Linked DNA regions of Drosophila melanogaster: regions 1, 3 and 4 are each linked to region 2. The links are chromatin contacts, called in public Hi-C and targeted proximity ligation maps. All regions are on one chromosome and are shown on one strand. The core of a region is the stretch at or near the end of the contact, and the rest is flanking DNA. Distances in the headings are between cores, read along the strand shown. Region 1 holds the start of CG46310. Region 2 holds the start of lncRNA:CR43475 (long non-coding RNA:CR43475). Region 3 holds the start of cnc (cap-n-collar). Region 4 holds the start of glec (gliolectin).

Evidence for each region. A called contact is a pair of places that touch in the nucleus more often than the background predicts.
Region 1: a targeted proximity ligation map of the Kc167 cell line shows a contact between it and region 2, with 6 times the contacts expected there.
Region 3: a contact with region 2 is called in a targeted proximity ligation map of the Kc167 cell line, with 2.6 times the contacts expected there. A contact is called at or near these places in 1 of 107 Hi-C or Micro-C datasets (embryo) and 1 of 7 datasets of targeted methods (the Kc167 cell line).
Region 4: a contact with region 2 is called in a Hi-C map of the Kc167 cell line, with 2.5 times the contacts expected there. A contact is called at or near these places in 2 of 107 Hi-C or Micro-C datasets (the Kc167 cell line and the ML-DmBG3-c2 cell line).

Annotation. Positions count from the first base shown.
Region 1 is chr3R:23,172,167-23,175,703 of dm6, forward strand. CG46310 reads left to right here and starts at 1,707. Exons shown (of 4, transcript NM_001347788.1): 1 at 1,707-2,652. The coding sequence starts at 1,982. The coding sequence ends at 2,053. The region is part of intron 2 of Irk1 (Inwardly rectifying potassium channel 1); the gene reads left to right.
Region 2 is chr3R:22,627,047-22,630,533 of dm6, forward strand. lncRNA:CR43475 (long non-coding RNA:CR43475) reads left to right here and starts at 1,751. Exons shown (of 1, transcript NR_048466.1): 1 at 1,751-2,253. The region is part of intron 2 of loco (locomotion defects); the gene reads right to left. It also overlaps asRNA:CR43474.
Region 3 is chr3R:23,224,907-23,228,496 of dm6, forward strand. cnc (cap-n-collar) reads right to left here and starts at 1,805. Exons shown (of 10, transcript NM_001260333.2): 1 at 1,539-1,805. CG4467 reads right to left here. Exons shown (of 13, transcript NM_001043282.2): 13 at 2,821-3,590.
Region 4 is chr3R:21,854,899-21,858,447 of dm6, forward strand. glec (gliolectin) reads right to left here and starts at 1,368. Exons shown (of 2, transcript NM_079719.3): 1 at 502-1,368. The coding sequence starts at 1,021.

The DNA of each region.
Region 1 (3,537 bases), core at 457-2,956, 550 kb after region 2:
AATTATCGGCCATACGTACGTTGTAAATTGATCTGCGGAAAGAACTGGAATTATTTAATCGTTTTACAAGCGGTACTAAGTGCATACATTTAACATTTAGGTGTTGGGAACCCACTACAATTAACAAAATGAGGGGTAACAATCATTATTTTACCTAACACACAGACTGTACTTTGACAATATTGCTAACCTATTAAGGTTTTGCCTGATCAATTTTTTCATGAAAATGGCAAACTGCAATTTATCACGTGCTAATGTACTATCTTAAATTACTATTATCTTTAATTTAATTCAATACATTTTGATGAACAGTTGGTGCTTTTGAGTCTAAAAACTTAAGAACCATGTCATGTCGTTTTTAATACTTTACAGAAGATAATTTAAAAAGTGTAAGAAGTGAAATAATGGGTTGGCTGATGAATTGATCCATATTTGACATCATCATGTGATGGAAAGTATAGTTACATATTCTGAAACATTTACTAAGCCTCAAGACGTAACTGCTGTCTGAAAGGGAATACGAGGAAATGATAACTGCTCAAAGGATTACCATTCACAATCAGCACTACTTGATCCTCGAGCTTATCTGAAGTGAGCAAGAGTGTGCTTGATGGCTTGATCCATCTGTTAACTTGTCCATGAGTCCATCAGGTGATTATGAAGCCTACAAGTTGGTCGTGTGCAAACCCGAACCGCTGATATCAAATATCAGGGCAATCGAGAGCCGACAATAAATTAGTCGCAATGCAAACGTAACTTTTTTAACGGGATGTTTGTCAGGAGTCACATGCACCACGGAATCTATTTTGGGTGATACGGAGATACGGAGTCATTTCCATAAGCCGCTAATCATCTAACGAATTTTGATTGAATAAGCAGGCGTGCTCGATTTGATTATCGCATATCGTGGCTAATATACAAATATTTTTATAGAGACGTGCAGATATTAGTATTTCACTGTCTGATGGTATGCATAAATATGTACACACATGTCCACATTGATGACACTAATGAAACTGCAGTTATAAATTGAGTTTTATGCGCGCTAATTGGCGAAAATCTTTAAACTTGATTGTCACTCCGTACGCGGCTTACCCTGCCCGCCAGTTTCCGACTTATGAATATTGTTTAAGTGTCTTTTGTCTCTGGCGATTTATTAAAACGATCGGCTGTCAGGCAATGTAACTGTTTATGGACACGCGGCGAATTCGGGACATTAATTGCCTGATTTAAGGGCGAATTAAAGTGGTACAGTGAGAGAAAAGTCTAATAATAGCTTATCTGAATTTTAAAAACTCGAAAATTATTTATATTAATTTATATTATAAAGTATCCAATCCAAGAAAATTAGGTTATGCGAATGTTGTAATTAGATTCTAAGTTCTTGTTTTTCTCCGTGCATAATGAGAGTTCTTTCTGTTTCGCTCTGCTCTTCCTCTCTTGCGCACTCCTTCCCCTAATCTCTCACAACAAAAGAAATGAGCTGAATTTATCAGCTGTTGTATTTCATGCTTGAGAGTGTTTGCCAACCGGGCGTATGTGTGATTTTAGCAACGCGCTGTTGTCACTCTGTGTGTTTGCTCTGCCTTTGCTTTTGCCGCTGCTTTTGCTCTGCGCTGTGGCTGTGCTGCCGCATTGCTGCTATCGCGTCTTCCACTTTAAACTCAAAATAATAAAAAGCAACAAAGCTGTCAACCGAACGTTTCAGTTTGAGTTCAGCCGTCTTCGCAGAAAGTTATACACCTGCGCCGCGCTCTCGCTCGCTCTCCTCTCTCTCTCTCGTTGCAAGATCCCCAAAAGAGAGGCAGCACGGAGCTACTTAAAACGCATTTCGTGCCACAATTGGCCCAGTGGTAGCAAAGACACCGTTAGAAACAGTTCTGTCATCGCTAACAGTTCACCGTTAGCCACAAAGTGTCACTTTTAACTCAAAACTAACTGTGCAACCGCTCTCTGTAGCGATTCGTTCGGAAAACAAATTATGCTCGCCTTTGTTTACTTCAAAATAAAAACCATATTTGCCTTTCCCACCACAAAAAGAACGCATTTGTGATAAAGAGCACCCACTAAATAAAAAGGGAGAGAAGCACATCATAAATATCGAAAATACATAAAAAAAAGTTCGCAAAAATAAAAACCCGCAACCGAAACCTGCCTCACACACGAGTTTATCCAACGATAACGTCATCCGCTTTGCCAACAGTATTAAAGTTAATCTGAAAAGTGCTCGAATCTTTTGTTTTCAATCGTCATAATTGTAATAGCAACAACTACAAAATCAAATTATAAATAATAATACCAACAACAATTGTAGCCAAGGTTGCCGCGAACAGTTTCGTTTCGTTGTTGTTTTGCCCGGTGAAGGAGGAGCTGTCAATTCAACATCTCTGCCGACGTCGCTGTTGCCGTTACATTTCAGTTGCTGCCATCGCATAAAAACCAAACAGAGATCCCCAAACCGCGACAGAAACAGCAAATTTACATAGCATTATACACGTTACACAACGCAGCAGCGCGTGCCAGTGCAAAATCCCAAAAACACCTAAGCCAAATCGAAATCCTCGAGTCCATACAAAACACCACGAAATTCCTTTTGGCCAAAATGAAGCGTCTGATGACCTGGGAGCGCGATCTGGTGGATGCCATGTACGAGTAAGTTGGTAGTGCCACAACTACACTCACCAAAAATATACATCTTAATATAAGAATACTTTGTGCAAAGGGAATAATTAATTGTAGTATACTTTAAATGGTGACCAATTACTATGAATAGTTTAAGATGACTAAACGTTAGTCACTGCAATATTGCCACATATGTATGTATGTATCAGTTTGATGTAAAAACCACTCTGTTTTTACTCCGTGTAAAAGCCTGGCTTAAATGCCCCCAGCTAAACGATTTCATTTATCACATGCGGCTTTTAAGTTTATGGACGGGTTTCCAAATGCATTGTTTGAAAGCGAGAAGAAGCAGCACGTGCTAGCCGCCACAAGAGAAAAACATAACAAATGGCAGCAAAACTAGTTTGTTTGCATTGAACTCGCGAGCAAAGTGAACTTGTGACAGAGAGCAAGGCGACGCATCGTGCACATGGGTATGAGATATAGCAGTGTGTGTGGCATATAGGGTACAGTACGGCCCAAAAAAAAAAAAAAACCAAAACAAAACAAGGCGTATATAATGAGGATGGCATGGCAACCGAACTCTTATAATTAAATGCTGCATCAGCTGCTGCTGTCGGCGTATAAGAGTGGCACATGTTTTTGAGATCCACCAACCCCCCAACCCCAAGGCAACTCTCTCTCTCTCTCCGCATCCCTCTATCTATCTCTCTCACACAGGAAACCGGGTGACATGACCCTGTCTGCCTCATATCAATCTACACAGAGAGAAAAAGATACAAATTCAAAATATGGTGTCAGTATTTTACTAATAGTCTTTCATATCCTAAAAAAATTATTTAAACTCTCTGTTTCTATATGTACTACATAGGTTGGTTTAGCATTAATTAGGTCATCAATTCATCTCCAATTTTC
Region 2 (3,487 bases), core at 501-3,000:
TTTTAGTTTTTTTGGTGCCTGTTTCGTACGTTGCTCTTTGTTGTTAGTATTGTTATTGCTTTTGCCTATTTGCCTGACACCGGCTGCTGGAAATTGCTTTTGTTGTTTGCTTTGCTGCTTATGAATGAATCGCACACGCACATACAAATACAAGTTTGCACAGCTTGTTGTGGGTGTGCTCGCTCTCTGTCTGTTCCTCTCGCACGCCCCAAGTGACGCACATTTTTGTTGATTTTTCTTAATTAAATGTGGCTTTTTCAGCCTTTTGGCCAATTAATTAAGTTGCTTAGCGCATTTTCGTCGCATTTTACACGGCGTATATGTAATGCCCATTTAAGTATGCAATGCAAGGGGCTTAATGAGGCAAAAACATTTGTAGTTTTGCGAAACACATGCCGACGAGTAAATAAATTGCTCTAAAAATAGTCAAAGCACGCTGGCAAATAAATTAAGCGATCCGATCCCACCCCCTTCCACCATTCCATCCTTCCAGTGGTGTAAACAAAGAAAGTCCCAGACAACATTTGGAATAATTAAAATGCCAAGCAAAGGCAACTGGAATGCGGGCGGCCGCTGCTTTGTTGTTGTGCATTTGGTTGATAAATTAAGCAATTTGCAGATATACAAAAGTGTAGATCAACGAAGGAGGTGAGGAGGGCTCTGAAAAGAACGCGTGGAAGTCGACCCCCCATCAGCGTCCAATTTCCAGATCATGTGAGCACTGGAAAATTATTTTATTTTTCCTTTTCGCCGCGTGTGCGTTTTTTGTCTATAATTTCACAGTTATTTATGATTTGTTTAGCTAAAGGCCAGTGGGCAAAAAAATATAGGGAACTATAATTTCCCCCATTTTACGCACTTCGCACTGGTTTCCATCTGCGTTTTTGTGCGTAAATGAGCCAATTCCAGGCAATCCCATCTGTTCCGTTCCCAAATCCCCAATTGCAACAACAAACATCGTTTTACATTTGTGAATTACAGTGGAGCTTCTATAGGAACATTTTTCAATTTTACAGAAACTGATATTCATTTAAATTTTCAAAGAAACTAAGTTAATTTTGGATAGTTCTGGAAAGTTAGTTGCTGTCTTTTTCCATTGTCAATTGATTCCAATTTCCCAGTTACGGTAGGTTTGCCTGCATCGCTTTTTTGAACAATTGTGCACATTAAATTAAATATCCGGCATGCTGCTTGTTTTTCCTGCTTCTTTTTGTTTGCGTTAATTTTATGGAAGATAATGCGGGTCATATGCGTTCTGTTCAGAAAACTCCAGGCGGAAGATACATATACAATATGTATTTAAAATTTAAGTACAGGAATCGTACGGATATGTGAATGGAATTTTTACAATGCCCACAGACGGCGATTAACGACTACTTTTGTGCGGCCCAAAGTGTGGGCAATGCGATGGGAATATTTACTTAATTTCTTTATTGATCAATGGAAATGGTTTATATCGGCGTGGGCCACTTTCCCACTTGGCAACCGAGGATCCAAGTGATGACCCATGAGCACCATTGAAAAGTGAAATGCGGCACGCGACGCCCATGCAAATGTGATAATTAGAAAGTCATTATGGCTGGCAATCGTTGGCCATCTAATACCAATGGGTGACATCTTCGCTTGAGGTGATACATTGCATACACACATAGAAAAAGTACTTCCTAAAAGGGAAATCTAAGCAGTAAAAGTGAATCTAATCATTTCGAAACACGAACAATTCAGATTATTACCTGTATATTAAAAATTATCAAACGAACTATAATATAAAATCGCATCTACACATCTATTGATTCTACGTCTCGAATTCTCTTCCTAATTCCGAACCCTGAATTTGCGCAGAATTTAATGCTGATCGATTTGTGGCATTACAAACAGCTAATTTATATGGACCAATAAACTATTACTAAATGGCGTAATCCAATTTGGCGTACATCTAGAATGCAACGCAGGGTAAACACCACGAAGCTGACGAGTTCAAAGATCATTCGGGGATCATTCTTGGGCTGGGGTATTCGCTGGAAGCCAGGTGCCGCCATACGGACAACCATCAACGGATTTTACGGACACGCATTAATGGCCATTGATTGACGACGACTCGAGCGTAAATAAACAGCTTCCAGTGAAAAAATTATGAAGAGTTTTTGGCGTAAACAAATTTGGAACTAAAATCATATCGGAACGGAATCGAATCGAATCGAAACGAGGCGAATCACATTGGCGCCAGCTGGCGAAGTACACTCAACAAATTTTAGGGGGCATGTGTTTGAAAATATTTAAATCATATTTAGTTTTTCGTGAAATAAAAATGTATTTTAATTTTCATTTTAAATTTGTATTCTAAAATTTTTAATTATCTATTCAGTCTTGACCTACTACTTGCATTGCCGTCTTATTATTGACGCTTTAGATGATAGATTTTAATAATTTCGTAAATATTGTTGAGTGTACTCCCAGGCGCGATTAATCCCACTTGGGTTGTGAATGGAATCTAGAAGTGACTCACTCGCATGACGTTGGTGGTGTCGCGCAGCGGAGGCGGCTTGCTGAAGTCCATCTGCTGCACTGCATCCGGATCGCTGAGGGATCTGCGCAGCGTGGTCACCGATGCGCGCTTGGAGTGAAAGGAGCCGCGCAGGAAACGAGCAAATTCGCAGGCGGCATTCTTTCCCACACGACAAACTGCCCGTGGAGGCGTGACCTTGAAGCTGGGCAGGAGTGGAGCGTGCATCTCGAAGGAAGAGTCCGGAGAGAGATTGCGGCTATTGGAGCTGCCCGACTGTGAAGTGAGATTGGAGCTGGCCGAGCTGATGCCGTCGTCGTGCTCCTCCTCGTCCTCGGAGCTGGTGGGTACTTCTCCGCCAGATGCAGCCAGTGGACTACAGCCCAGTTGCTCCTCCACCCGATCCCTGGTCACTCTGATCAGCACTGGGGAATCGGCGCGATTATCCTCCATCTCTGGCTCACTGAGTTTTCGGTTGCCACTCCGTCTTTTGGTGGCCGAACTGAAGAACTGCAGCACGCGGGAGGCACTGCGGCAACTGCGTCGTTCCGCCTGGACACGTGCCATGGCCATGGGTGGTGGCATCAGGTCCTCTGCCTCTGCGCATTTCCTAGGCAATGGATTCACCAACACTTTCTCCTCCTGCACGGTCTCCGGTGCAATTGTTATTTGCGGTGAGGCACTGCGTCTGCCACTGGCACTTTGATAAAACTCCTTGGCCTTGCGGCATATGTATGGTGAGCTAATCTTGGACTTGACCTTCGGTGTGCTGGCCTGTCGCTCTTCGAAGTCCTGCACAAACCGGGTCAACTGTTCGCGATCCAGCTCCGTGAGGCAGCGATGCCTGACATGTTTGGGCGTGGAACCGGCCGAGGATCCAGGATGAATCCGCTTGATCTCGAAGCTGCTGTCAAAGGTGCCGGAATCATTCAGTTGGCTCAGCGACTGGACAAACCGTTCCACCATGCTGGCGATGGTTGGTTC
Region 3 (3,590 bases), core at 555-3,054, 600 kb after region 2:
ATCTGTTCGAGTCGAGATAAATAAAAACAAAACCAGTTTCTTTAGGTTTTTTTATCTGTGGCTATACTCTTGGAATGGAAAAGAAGCGCTTTTCGAAACATTTTGTCAAAAGAAGAAAAGCTACTTTATTTTGGAATAGAAAACATGAAAATTAATCAAGAAATTCTAATCGATTTGTTCTATCAAGGCAGTATTGTTTATTGTAATTAAAATTTCACCAAAATTTCATTTGTGGCATATGTTTAAGCAAGTTTAAAATAGATATAATAGAGAATAAGTTACGCTTATTATGATTTTTTCTAGTAAGATTTTACAATCTCTGAAGAGAAAAGTTTTCTTTGTCTTCGAGTACTTTTGTCACACAAAGCAAGAGTATTGCCGATTTCACGTGTGTAAGTTGATTTGCCCGTGTTGATTTTAATAAATACCCTCTGTTTGTTGTTTTCGCAGTTGTCTGAGGCAGTCGCTTGATGCCTTGACGTAGTTTATAATTCGAATCAACTCTGGGCTTAATTAAAACTCGTAGAAAAATGCGAGAAAAAATGTGAGAAACAAGCTAACACCAAGCAGGCAAAGTTCAAAACAAGCCTTGCGCGGCTGATCTCAAGTATTCTTTGCCCCGAACACACGGTACATATTGATTTTAGCAATTACCTGACAATCTCGCCTCAATAGGTGAGTGAGAGAAAGAGAGAGGGGGTGGGCTAGGGGCGGTAGAGAGAGAGACAGCCAGTCCGTGTCTAGGGATCGTCATGCAGTTTGACTTTTTAATTCGCGTGGGGGGATATATATTTTTAATAATAAACTAAAACGAAAATGTCGTGACAAAGTCTTTAGAAGCTGCCGAACATAATAGTCGATGGGGCGTCTCAATTGTGGGTTTGTTATCCAGATAGGTATATATTTTCCGTACACACTTGTATATAGCTTGAAATCTTTGAAGCGTAGCGCGTTCATTTGATTGTTTTCAATATTATTTAATTGTTTGGGGGAACAAGTGGAACTTGCGTTATCATTATCATTAGCAAAAACACACACATCCAGGCAAATAATGTAAATATTCACGTATATGTCACTGAGTCCATAGGTTTTAGTTGTTCAAGAGTTTTTCGTGAAGAGAGCTTAAGAGAACGAGCACCGATGACCACATGCCGGTAAATTTATGCGAAACATTTTGTGCGCAAAATTTCCACAGAATTATTCTATATATGTAAACTATTATTTTGCAAATGTGGGCGAATGAGAGGGAAAGCCAAAAGTTTTGTATTAAATTGAACTTGTTGATTGGGTCGAATGAATGCCTAGAATGCCAAAACACAGATACACACACACACACACACACGCAGACTTAGACAAACACGGGCACTCACACTGCGGCACTAACAACTCATTTCCACGGGGGGTATGGTGGCGGTTAAATTAACTTGACGGGCTTAACGACGCAATTGTTGTGGCCCTTCAACTGCCCGGTATTAAATGTTATTATTTCGCACCCGTAATTATAATTTATTTAACTATTGTTGTATTTCTTTACCTACGCTTGGTACCTGCAACTTTAGAACTACGTTTTTTGTTTTGATTTTATATGGAAAAGCGCGCCACGCTCAAAACACTTGCTCGATAAAAAGAGAGCTTTGTCGAATATTACGTATACGACATGTAGTACACTTAAGAGTATCCACAATATCAGCTGGTTGGGTGGCAAACAGAGCGGTGGCCAGGGGGGGGGGGGTACGATAAGTGAGCAAGCGAGCGAATGGCTGGTCGATTGTAATTCACTGAACGGCTGTTCAAAAAACACTGACAAAACTCTGAAAAGCCAATGGTCGCCGCTCGCCGATTCAGCTGTTTGCGTCGGCAATAAAACAGAGAGAGAGACGAGGAAGCGACAAAACCAAGCAGAGATAGAGAGGGAGAGAAGAGAGAGAGAGAGGGGACAGGCAAACGGCATGGGATGGGACGCTCTAGAGGCCCCAACTGGCTGATAAAATAATAGCGAGCAGATAGCGCAGGGCAAGTGCGCTGTCGCAGTCGGCGCCTCTGTTAACCTGCTGTGTTGTTATTAATTTGAGCGCCAGCTTCTTAATTGATCCGCTAACACACACCTGTGCACAGCTGTGGTGGTATTCAAACGACTTCTTCCGCTTGACGGCGCCAATTCGTTGAGAGCGAGGAGAATCACAGTATTTACGCGGTTGTTGGCACTGTAAATTGCGTCTTTTGATCAGCGCTTATCACTATGATTGGTGTAACCAAATCTGGTGGCCAGTTTATGTTGGGACTAATCTGCCAGGGGGTAAAGTTAAAGTGCCAGGTAAAGTTCGATTGGTCGGATTTTTTTCTGGAGGTTATTTTTTACCCAAGGGTAAAATTCCTGCCGGTTAATTTAGCTGGGGGTTCATTTCTCCGGCGGTTAGTTAGTTTATCCGGAGTTTCATTTATCTGGAGCTTAGTTTATCTGGAGATTAATTTGACCGCCGGTTAAATTATCTGGAAGTTAATTTACCTGGGTGTAATTTGCCTGCCGGATATATTTTAAATGGGCATTAGTTTGTCAGTGCGAACACTCATATGGTGGGGGGGGGGGGGGGTCAACTTTTACCCGGCAGTATGCTTTGCATGGGGCGGAGGTTATGTTATCTGAGGTAATTTTCAGGAGATTAATTGGTCTGGGGGTAATTGTTAGGAGGTCTGGGTCTGATGGTTGTTCTATCTAGGTGATTTCTGTACCCCACACCGAGCACACGTTACAACCTTTATTGATCGCCGGACCACACACATAGAACCACGAACAACTTAAATTATATTACCATAATATTTACAGATTAGTTATCGTTTTTATTAATATTCCCATTTGACTTAAACTACATTATGTAAATATATATATATATTTATATATAGATGTGTATATATCATTAGCGTACAATTAGGTTTACGTCTTTAGAGTTGCTCTGCCTGCTTTTCATTGCATTCTAGATACACTTGGTATTTTCCATACGCGAAATTTAATATAAAACCTAATAGACAATGCATAATTACTAATTTTTTCTTTAAACTGATGCCGATTGCCAAAAAATTTCTTCTAATAAAATTAACTAGAATTGATATTTGATCCTTGAATTTCGAAAAGGCCATTCTTCAACTCCAGGACAAAGCGGGAGTAGGAGTTCGGAACGGGTTGAGGATAGATTGTGTGTTTGTTTTTTAGAAAACTTAATGGAACCCAAATAAGATAAGTCAATCAAAGCTGTGGACGGATATGCATTGTACAATGCACTTAGACGATGAATGGGCTAAGAATTAAATAAGGACATGTTTTAAACAAAAACCATAAACTTTTGATTCCGTTAATCTGAATAACTTTCTTAATCTTTCCGAATTTAAGGTTTTTTTCTCTTCTGGGCTTTGAGTTTCTCTGTTATAATGTGTTCTTTTTGTATTATTTATATTTCGGCTTGTTTTCGGTTGTCATTTTTAGTTGCTTGTTTGGCTTATACATTTTTCAAAAATCCGTAAAATCGCTCCAAAACTTGTTTTTGTGTTTTCTCTGTGATCTAACTTTGTAGCTAATAAAGTTATTTTTGGTTTTA
Region 4 (3,549 bases), core at 118-2,617, 770 kb before region 2:
AAAGAGAATAAAAACTGGTAGGAAAGAAGTGACAATAAGAATCGACGCAGAAGGGGAAAAACGAAATTAGGAAAATCAGAAAATAAGGGTGGTTTTTTTTTTCAACTAAGGGGAGGAATTTTATAAGGGTGACGACTGTGGCAAAGGACGAGCACAAAGCAGAGACTGCAAGAGGAAGGAACAACGGAAAATGCAACTAAAATCAGGTGTCTGCTTATTGGATCATCTATATAAGAAGTACATGGGATCTTAGTAAATAGAACATACGTACAAAAACCGAGGAAATGTATGAGATAATTCGAAGGAGACTTTTTTAATTTTAGAGATTTCACTATATTCTGATTCTGCTCTGATTCTTTGGGAAAATTTAACAATAACTTGAAAGTATATTAAACTTAATAACTTGGAACCAAAGAGTAATCATTATTCGTATATTTTGAGCAAGCACCCAGCGTTTCAGGTGAAACAAAAACATGCAAATCATGGAAAAAAAAAACCTACCTTTGAGGCCTTGTGGCTGCCTCGCATATGGCTTTTGGCCATGTCGCGTGCAGTTGGCCAAATCCGCACTGCCGTTGCTTTTTTTGCGATCGCTTTCCGGGCATTTCTGAAGGATCAGCTTTGCGCTGGCGGAGATCTGGGCGGGAGTCAGGGCCATGCCCCTCGGCGCTTGGCTGACTGCCTTTGGATTGCACTCATCGGCATCGGTGCTGGATATCGTCCTTGAGGTCGGATACCGCATTCCGCGCAGGACCTGACAATGGGCATCCGTATCAGCATCCGCATCCGTATTCGCATCCGCATCCCGATTAGATTCCAGCTGGATGTCATATCCGTAGCGTTCCTTAACGTATAATCTCTGCGTGTGCTGCTCCTGGGCCAACAGCTGATCGATATTCGAGTCCCCGGGAGCGTTATTGAATAGGTTCCGACAGATTCTCTTCTTCTCCGATGCGCTGGGCGGTGGGCGTGGCACGGGGGCGGCGAGAAATGGGCCCAGGGCCATTGGCGGACACAACATGGCTATGGTTTTGTATAACTTGTTTTCTTTGTTTAAACTTTAGGTATTTTTGCACTTTTTGGTTTATTGCTTTTGAAGTATTCTCGCTTTGTTTCTTCTTTCCGCTTTCACTTGAACTTTCACAGCGATCACTGCGCGAAACTCACGTACGCATTTTAGGCATTGCAATTGCAGTTTAAATCGGTTTTCTATCGCTGGCGAATTTGTTGTATGCGTTTCTTTTTCTGTATCGTAGAGAGCTAGCTGAACTTTACGACTTTCACGCGAGCCAAAGAGAGCGAAAAGAACGCAGCTGGAGCAAACGCAAGCGACCGAATTGGTGGAGAGTCAAAGACTGAATCGCGCAGAGACCAGGGATTCAGCAAGTTATATAGCTTATATGGCGCAGTGTGACCAGTTGCTCCCGCATCGATAACGCTTTACTTTCGCTTTTGGCCCGCCGAAACGGTCACTCTGCGCTCTTTCGTGACTCTCTTCAGCATTTTTACGCTCTCTTACATTTGGGTATCATTAACATTAGGGTGAAATGCACAGAAAAACATACTTGAAAGTGATCTAGAAAATATTTCAAAAATTATACATCGAAGCTATAATATTCAATATGCTTATAATATATGTTTATTTCCATAAAAATTGTTTCCTAGCACCGCTATTGCACTTTTAACTGCAGCAGTTTTGAGAGGTGGCGCGAGTAGGGAACATCTCTGGCTACTGAGATGACGTCATAAATTACATTTACTTCCTTGATGTTCAAATGAATTGAAGTGAAATTTTAGAAATTTAAAATTAAGAAAAATATCATATCTCCAAGTTCGTATTTTTTTTTTTACTCAAGGTTGGCCATCAAACTGAATTGCATTGCAAGCAAACATATGATGAATTCCAAGTAGTTTATAAATTAAATCGATGACATCATAACACCCAATTTGAGATGCCAACATGCAGTACCTCAAACACAATGCCACACCTCACTATTAAATGTATCCCATGCAAATAGAGATTCCTAGCTCAGAATAATGCAGTTGCTCATCTTATACTTACGATATTTACATGTAACAATTACGGAAAGTGAATCCGTTTTTTGTGTGCCAATTATAGGCCGTGTAAATACAATTAGTTATGCTAGGGACTGCTGGCTCGTTGCTATTTACCTCGCACAAATACTGAGCTAAACGCTAACTAACTGATATGTTAGCGCGTTTTGGGCCCTAACTCAAGGTCGAGTCGGGCTTCATGCGGCATTAAACGGCCTAATTGGCGGCCAGACGTGGCTAGAACAAATTGCCAGCGACAGGAATACGAAAAATTCAAAATAGTCAACAAAAAATCATAAACAACTTTCGCGCCTGCGGCGGCAATTCAAGCGTATCTCGAACAAACGAAAGTGAAAACCGCATAGAAATAGAGGTAGTAGGTTGTAGTAGTGGTATTGGTAGTAGTAAATAATGTGGACCACAAGTCATTTCAATTTCAATAATGCTGAGTCAGCCGAACCGATAAACTGGCCCCCACTCCACTGGTGGTTGGTTAGGAGGCGCAGCTGGTGTTACCTCGAATCGGAGGAGTCTTCAGGCCCATTTCGTCTGGCTCTTTGACCGATTAGTCATTTTAAAGAGTGCCCCGGACAAAGGACGCGCCCAAAGGATTGCGATTTATTATTGTTTTCAGGCGTACAGTGGGCCCTCGCAAAGGGATACAGATGGTGTCTGTATTGGCTTTATAAGCTTTTATAAGAATTTTCGCCAGAATGAATAAATGTTTTTCTTTCTTATCATCTTCATATGTAGTATCTGCTTTACAAACAAATGTATTGTTTCTAGAAGGGATACCAATTGAATATATTCCTAGATATATTACTGCAGATTATTCACTTATTACTTTCATGTATCGAACTAAATAAATCTCAGCAACTCTTAGTAAAAGTTTCGCGTTTCCGGAGATTACTGTATAGAAGATTGATATCCCTTCCTCATATATTTTTTGGCGCGATGTCCAATTCGGATTGGCAACTACCTGCTCGCGAGGTGAATGAGGGGTTGAGGATCGGATGGGATGGGATGGGATAGGATCGGATCGGATCGGGTGGATCGGTGGCACAGGTCGTGTCAGAGTAGGTCTGTGCAAAAACCAACCCTCGCGCCAAAAAATCCACATAATGACGTGGCACTCGAGAGGGTAACAATGCAGTTGGAAATGTGTGAAAGTTTCAAAAGAGATTTCCATTCTACCATTTCAACAACTGCGATTCAGCTTTGTTTTTTTTTTAATATCTCGTAGCTGCGCTGATTTTTCACTGTCGAATGCATGTCGTCGCGTATATTTGTATCTTTCAGATGTTTTCTGGGTACGTGTCTGGGTCTACTGATGGGCTACTTTTCCGTCGTCACTTCCGCCGCACGCATCTTGTCTGCGAAAAACTCAAGCTGTTTTCCGCCGACTGGCTGGCAGAAATTAGTTTATGGGCCACGTACCATGTAACCCCGGCTCAAAAGGTCAGAAACCATTGAATGATAATGAAATGAATGAAC